Regions from separate parts of the Zea mays genome. Here region 1 is linked to region 2. Evidence: chromatin contacts called from public Hi-C data. All regions are on one chromosome and are shown on one strand. The core of a region is the stretch at or near the end of the contact, and the rest is flanking DNA. Distances in the headings are between cores, read along the strand shown.

What was found. Hi-C and Micro-C count contacts between places; a contact is called where the count stands out from the background.
Region 1: a contact with region 2 is called in a Hi-C map of ear, with 2.3 times the contacts expected there. The contact joins the promoter of LOC103652969 here to the promoter of LOC100273208 in region 2. A contact is called at or near these places in 3 of 25 Hi-C or Micro-C datasets (ear and leaf).

What each region holds. Positions count from the first base shown.
Region 1 is chr4:26,755,257-26,759,366 of Zm-B73-REFERENCE-NAM-5.0, reverse strand. LOC103652969 (nucleobase-ascorbate transporter 2) reads right to left here and starts at 2,511. Exons shown (of 14, transcript XM_035967207.1): 1 at 2,438-2,511; 2 at 1,612-1,722; 3 at 1,422-1,519; 4 at 623-799; 5 at 440-540; 6 at 1-14. The coding sequence starts at 1,708.
Region 2 is chr4:26,602,621-26,606,636 of Zm-B73-REFERENCE-NAM-5.0, reverse strand. LOC100273208 reads right to left here and starts at 1,755. Exons shown (of 4, transcript NM_001360221.1): 1 at 1,393-1,755; 2 at 992-1,075. The coding sequence starts at 1,534. LOC103652968 (ribonuclease 3) reads right to left here and starts at 3,926. Exons shown (of 2, transcript XM_008679949.3): 1 at 2,942-3,926; 2 at 2,011-2,870. The coding sequence starts at 3,487. The coding sequence ends at 2,094.

The DNA.
Region 1 (4,110 bases), core at 1,262-3,761, 150 kb before region 2:
GTGGGCTGAAGAACCTGTAATAGGGACATCAAAACAACATCTTATGATTCCTATCTTCAATTTGAAGGCTGTAGCCATGTCACACTACTTTTGCCTAATTTCACCCATTTATTATTATATTGACATATTTTTTCCCTGAAAGTGAAGCCCAATTCTTGAATTGAGAAGTGAAGCGGATTATCAAAGGGCATGTTGCTAGTAAAAGAAATAACTTATTGGTCAATCATATGACCTTATTGTCAATACATGTAAAGAAACAATGACTGTTACTACACCTTGTATGGAAGTTGCAACACCAAGTAACCAAACCAGTGGTCAGTTTAATGGCCACATGACCATACATCAAAGATGAAAAAATAATAGTCTTATGACAGTGGCAAGCAAGTGTTTGAACATTAGTTGACATGATACAACAATTGAATGCATGACTCATCTGTACCTGGAGCATACCCCCCACAATTGGCTGAAGCCAAGTATTATCTGAATGCAGGATGATATTATCAGGGCCCCCTGTATGGCTCTCATGGTCATTTTGAACCTCTGCAATAAGAGAAATCATGTGAGTTGTGGCACTGAGATGACATATAATATACAAATTAGTTAACAACGATTGCACACTTACTGTATGGTTATCAGCAATTTGTATCAGTGAGTGGTCACTGATTACTGACATGACTGGGACTAGGAATGCATAAGACCCACCGATGACGGTCGGTAGACGAGTTCCAAACAGAGTTTGGAGCATTGTATTTATTCCAGTCACGAATAGCACTGTCTGTACTACCTTTGCCTTGTCATGCTGGAAGCAAACAGGCAACAATGTTACCAATCAGGATGGAGTCTATCAATGAGGAACATTACATAAAAAGGTCCATCATTCAAAAAGATGAATTCTGGATACATAAAAGCGAGGCAATACCGCACTATTTTGAGCTCTTTATCATGGCACAAGGCTAAAAACTATCTAAACATCAATGATGCTTTATGGAACAGGAGATATCTTAGTTTTAAACATCGAGATTATTAATTCAATAACCTCAAATCCTATCAGATATGTAGGGAAGTATGTATGAAATCAAAATAACGTGACCAGTATTATCAACCTTATTACGCATTTACACCAGAAATGATGATATTAAAAACATAACTTTCTATGCTTGAATTACATGGATAATCTAGAATCAAATCTAATTATTGAATTCTATCATCCTCTGTCTCAAATTATAGGTGGTTTTGGCTTTTCTAGATACATAGCTTTTGCTATGCAACTAGATATAATACATGTCTAGCATAATAGAAGTTGTGTCTAGAAAAGCGAAAACAACCTAAAAATTGGAATAAGATGGAGTAGTTTGTTTCAATATAAACACCAATAGATATGGTTTAACAGCAACAAAGTTGAATAATGAAAGGACCCTTACAGCATTTCCTCCCATGAGGGGAACCAACAAGGTGGGGATCATCACTGCCGTCCCCAAGCAAAGGATGAAATGCTGGAAGCCCAGCAAAACAGCTCCTCCTGCGTCATCAAAGAGACGCATATTTAGTACCATAAAGACACAACATAGCTAAATGAATGAATCATACAAGCCTAGGTGCCTCAGTACTTACCCCAGGACGGGTTGGAGTCTATGCAGTACTCCATTCCGAGCAGCTGGTCCATGGGAGGGTGGCTCATCTCCTCTGGTTTCATGTCAGTCATCTCCATGGGAGGGTCTTCCTCTGCTTTGCCCACGACGATCAATACCAACCAAGCAGGGGAAAAACAGCTTCAGTCTACTGAGGTAGGACAGCACTAAAGTTGCAAGCTTTATGGTCCTAGAGCATCAGATGCCACAGGAATTCATTCTCCAGAAAAATAAAGCGTCATTCTTTTCCCACAAAGGTGTGCAAACTTTCAGATGTGCAACAATCTGGAATGGTTGCAAAACAGTACCAATGTCCTCTAAACATGAAACTAAAACTGAAAAACAATATTTAGTGAATGATCAAGAACTTAGTGACCCTCAACACTCCAGAGGGGACTCAAAAATCTTCAATGCTGAGGAATTCGCTAACACATGCCAAACAAAGGAACCATGAAAACACCGCACGAAATGCTCACAAATCCCGCTGACAATTCTCAGAGAAATCCACAGAAGCAGCACGGAGAAATCCCCTCCGAGAATGTTACTGAATGCAGCAAAATGCTCTCAGATCCACGAATGAAGCAAGCCAGGCAGGCGCTGGATGTATAGGCCCCTGGAGGGTGCGGTAACAGAAACAGCGAATTCTTGCTGTTAGAAATCAGCTTTGCAAAGATTTACAGTGGAGGCAGAGGGTTTTAGAGGGGAGCCTGTGCGAGGAGGAGGAAAGCTGGGAACGGAGCAAACGAGGGAATCACACACAGGACGGGGTTAGGAGAGACCGAGAGAGAGAGGAATGGGCCTGTACGCACATTGCTTTGTTGTTTGCATGCACTTCATTTCATCGCTGATCGCTCTACCTCTGCACACTCTGCTCTGTTTCTGTTTCTCTCTCATAATAACTTGCTGGCATCTTTCTTATACACTTACATCTGGGCCGGTCCTGTACGACACAGCCCAGACACATTAAAACACGGTCTACCCCAATTAATTATAGACTGTGGTGTACCACAAATTTATACTACTGTATTAAAAACCTAATATAGACACATGTGCTACTATGATTTTACCCTGTCCAGACACATTAAAACACGGTCTACCTCAATTAATTATAGAATGTGGTGTACCATAAATTTATACTACTGTATTAAAAACCTAATATAGACACCTGTGCTATTATGGTTTTACCCTCTCCACATTTAGCATCCACAAAAAATAGTGCAGCAAAGTGAGCACTTGAACCCACAACCCTGTGCTTCAGAAATTTAGGGCTAACCATCATATTACATGTATCTTAGTATTTTTAAAATAAACAATTGTTATATTTACAGTTTAGGCGTCGTGTCACGCACGGGTACATAACTATTACTTAAATATGTTGGATTAGACTAAATAGCCAAAAATATTATAATATATCAGGTCTACTTATTTTAACAGAACCGTAATACATAGCAGTTTATTTAATAAATGAAATAAATCAAATGAAATAAAACATAAAAATGTACATAACATATATGACCAATATAAAACGGAGTTATTTTGTGGTTGTCTCATTAAAAACCTTTAGTTAGAAGAAAAAAGTACAACTAACTCAGAAATGTTTAATATCCAGTAGGCTTTGACGGGTCTATTGGAGACTTGTTCTCAAATGCTAAGAGTTAAGAACAAGGCAATATAAAAAGTGTTAAATGTTAAGGTCCTTCGTCCTTCAAAGCATTATCTACTTTCGGATATAATGAGTTCCAGACGAAGGTTATGAAGGACAAACCTTCATAAGAACAATAAATGATGAAGAGGGATTCATATGCAAGATATGAAAAATAACATAAACCCTTTAAACATTATTATTAAATTATTTTTATTTGCGTTACTATATCAACAATAACAAATTATAAATGTACCTTCGGCTCGAGGGAAAATAAGGGTACAAGCGTGATGCAAAAGTGAATGCCAAGTCAGCGTGAACAGTACAGGAATATTGTTCACCTATTTATAGGCACGGGTCGCAGCCCATGCAAAATTACAACCAGACCCTTTGCTTTTTTGACAATAACTCTATAGTAATTTATCTAGGTCTAGATAGTCTTTTCCTCTTTAAGTCGGTTTCCTTCTTTTTGCCACCATGCCGAAGCTCCCTTGCGCACAGCTTTGGCTCTGTTCCATCCTTCGTATTGTTTTCATGCTTCTTCATACCGTGGGTTCTTGTTCGAAGATCCCTGTCCACACATTATAATCCAGAGACATTGTTAAATCATGTTTTTGAGGACCTTCGGAAGCCGAAGGCCCCCAACAGTAGCCCCTCGCAATATTAATTTGTTAGAATGATAAATTTAGATTGCGACATGGACGAAGGCCTTAAGCCGAAGGTCCGAAAAAACACCTTCTCTTTGCTAGAATAGCAACAGTCATTGACAAGCGGGACCCTCCGGTTTTCAACGTACTAGGCGTATAAATAGGAGCTCACCACGAGTTCATTTGGCACGCT
Region 2 (4,016 bases), core at 506-3,005:
ATAAAAGCATAGGGAATAACCATTGTGAAGCAAGCACCCACACTAGAGTAAATGAAATTAGAGGCAATAACCATTGTGAACCAAGGGTGCTTTTTTTGCACACTAATGGACAAAGGACCATGGTTCAGCAGCACCCATTTTTACTTGGTCAAGGTACACAGCGCGCAAATGCGGCATGTTTTTTATCTGCTGTATATATTCCAGTGAATCATGCTATGCACACCGTTGGAGAGGATGGACAGACTTCACATCAGATTCATATACTGTAATTATCATGTGCACTAAACAAGCCAAAGAGAATCTCATACAAGATGCTTATACAACAAATATAATGCCACTAAAGCCTCAATGAATTCACCAAGATAGTTGTTCAAGGCATGCCCAGTGCCCACTTAGTAATTAAGTCTGTGGAAACTCATCAGCTAACATAAACAAATATATTATATGATGGTGTGCAAATGGCTAGTTGGTTGAAAGTACCAAATGTTATCAAGGTTGATTGATGCAACAAGCAAATTGTTATAGACACAAACACTGCAATATTTCAAACTTACTCCCCCAAGTAAATCAATGTCATAGGATACAAAACTTATCCACAGACTTTCAAACAAGTGGCCAACCAAGAAAGCATCATTTTATAAAACATCCATGATTTGCCATAACGAAATGGCCAGAAACAAAGAAACAATGGATGCACGATGATAATTTAACAATTGTGCAAACAAGAGATATTACTTTCCCATCTAAATCCTAAGAAGAGAAATTTTGGCTAGTGTTACTAATAAAGTGAGAGCCTTAAAGCACTAGGTATAGAATCCATCTTAAAAGAAAACATCATCAACAGCGAGAGATGTGAACATGAACATATATAAATCATTTATCACATCAACGGTGGACAAGTGCCCGAATTTATCTATTGGGATCCTAGGCACAAAAAAACGTCGATCAGATTGTTCATGGGAAAAATGGCCCGAGACAGATGATTGCTCACGGGCGAGGTTCTCTGTGTCGTCGTCGAGGCGCTTGGTGTTGAGGGATGTGCCGCTGGACGCCGCCTTGTTCATACCAGCGTTGACTGCAGATAATGACAGATCGAGCAGAATCAGAGAAAAGGAACTATATAACAAAGAAAAACATAGCAGGAAAGAAATCCATTTGAAGCCAATAGTAAGAGCCCCTTCCTCAAACCCTAGCCTGCAAAGGCAAGAAGAATTCCCAAAGTGCACTAAAACATCATCATGATCGAAGAATAAAAAGCTGAAACCCTATTCGTCGAATCCCGCCACCGAAAAGCACAGCCGGCTGGGCTGCAAAATGGATGAAATCGAAACCCAAAAGAAAAAGGATCCCAAATCGAGTTAAGATACCAACCGAAACCTACGAACCACTTACACTTCTTCATGGTCTCGATCTCCGCGCCGGAGCGGCGCGCGGCGTTGACGGCCTTCTCATCCTTCTTGGCAGCGGCGGTGGGTGCCTTCTTCCGCACAACCACCGGCTCCCAGTCCTGCCTGATCGGCCCGATCCCGGCCATCCCCCTCTCCCTCCTTCGCTGTCGCTTACTCTACGGTCCCTAGTCCCTACACGGCAGCCTCTCGCGGGTCTCCCACTTCTCTCTCTCCCCCAAGACGCAACGCAGGGAGCCAGGGAACGCGGAGTGGAGACGGCGGACCAAGAAGAAGATATGGAGACGGAAGGGGAAGCTTCTGGAGCCCAAACGGGGGGCGAAGGGGACGTAACCGCGTATGACAGGTGAGACAGGACGTGCTGGGACCGGTTGTCAGTGAAGATTTATTGCTGATGTCGGTATGAAGTGCTAAGGCTGAGTCCAGTGCACCGCCTCCCTCTCGCCCCTGCCACGTCAGCTCTCGCCTCCACTCTCGCCCCTGCTGCTCCAGTGCACAGGCTGCAGCAGACTACAGCCTCAGGCTATAGCCACGTCAGCTTTTCTATTTCAGAATTAAGTAATTCACGCGGATTTATTTCAACGCTCAGAAAACACACAACATAATATTTTTTATTGAATTAAAAATTACAAAGTACATAATAATTAAAATAAAATGACATGATAATTAAAATAAAATTACATAACTCTAATCGGACTCCTCGATCTCATCCTCATCTTCCTCCTCTTCACGTTCCGCTTCCGGTTCCTCTTCTTCGTCATCTAGCAGACCAAGTTCTTTTTCGACCATCTTTACGGCCCTGTCATGGGTACGTCTTTCAGCCGGGTCCATATCTCTGGTTGATCGGCCCTTTAGGATGTTCCATTGCTTCAAAAGCTTGGCCTTCACTAATCCACCCCACAAGTTCTTCATTTTGAATGCTTCACTTGTTGATTCGCTGCTCGTGGCTTCCTTCCCTTTCCCCTTCGTCTTTGTCTTTCGCGCAGCCGCCTTTGCCCTATCACGCCCCACTGGTCGGGGCACTTCCTCCTCGGTGTCTTCAGTGCCTCCAGAACTATATTCACCAGAGACTCCGAGTCGGGTTCTCTTATTCGCAGTCGAATCAGATCCACTACCAAGACCATGCTTTGCTGACCACTTGGGCTCGTGGCGAACAACTTGCCACCAATGATGGCGCTTAAATGGATGCCCCATTTTACCCTCGAACCTCGCCATTGCTGCATCCATGACCATTGCATCGTCAGCTCCGCTCTGACGCAACCTTTCTTCTTGGAGGTAGAATCCAATGAACTTGGTCACCTCCCGGTTGTAGGTGACCCAATGATCTTTAAGTTGCTTGGCGGTTCGATGACGGATAGGGTCGGAGGTGGAGTTATATGTTGCCGCTATTTGGCCCCAGAAACTTGATCCGCTCTTATTGTTGCCGGAGATGGGATCATTAGAATGCATAAACCAAGCATTAACCTACAATAAAACCTATAATATAAGTAAACTAAAAAAATCAAGATTAAATAAATGAGAAACGATTCACTCACCAGCTTTTCCTCGTCTTCCTTCGTCCACTCTAGCCTCTTTGGACGCTTTTCCTTCGGCACGGGATTTTCCTCAGCTTGGTTTTCAGATCCAACAGATAAAGGTGCAACTGGAGGAGGTGCTCCATACGTAGGTGGAGCATATGGATGAGGTGCCCCATACGGAGGTGGAGCATATGGAGCATAAGGAGGTACTCCATACGGAGGTGGAGCATATGAAGGAGGGGCGTATGGAGGTATCTGGAAAGAAGCTTGACTTCCGTCCGCAGCAGGTGGAGGAGGGGCATACGGACGTACCGGGAATGAGGCTTGAATTCCGGCTTGGGAAGTTGGAGGTTGACCATATGAAGACGGTGGATATTGATACAAATGATAGGGATAAGGGTATGGTGGTGGACGCGCAGCCGGAAATAGTGCACGGGGGAGTGAGGCTGAAACATCGGAGCGACGATGTAGTGAAGAAGACTCATCTAACGGAAGGGTTGTAGGTGACCCATCGGACTGCAAGAGATCCGTGAAGGTGTTCAAATCTGGGGACCAACCCGACATTGTGTGAAGAAAGGGGAGTTTGGAAGAGAAAAATGAGATGGAATGGTGTGTGGAATGAGCTCCACCCGGGTAGGGGTATATATAGAGGGATTGGGGATGAAATTTGTGATTTTTTGCAATTTTTTTCGAATTTTTTGGACTCCAAACGGTCAAAAACGGCTAGTTGCAACGGCTAGCACACGTGGACCAATCAGATCGCGACACGTGGACCAATCAGATCGCGCCACGTCGCTCTCGCCCGCGCTCTCGCCCCGCCAGTGCCTCGCCTCCCTCTCGCCTCCCTCTCGCCCGCCTCTCGCCCGGGCGGGCGCTCCAGCGCGGGCGAGAGCGAGGCGATATCGCCCGCTCTCGCCGGGCGCCAGCGCCATCGCCCGGCGCCGGCCTCTCGCCCGCCTATCGCCTGCGCGCGGGCGGCAGCGGCCTCTTCTCGCCCGCGCTGCCGCCCGCACTGGCACCAGCCTAAGAAGTGAAATAGAATGAAATAAAGCCACTTTGGGCTTCCCTATGAAATGAGGTATGGAAGGGAGCC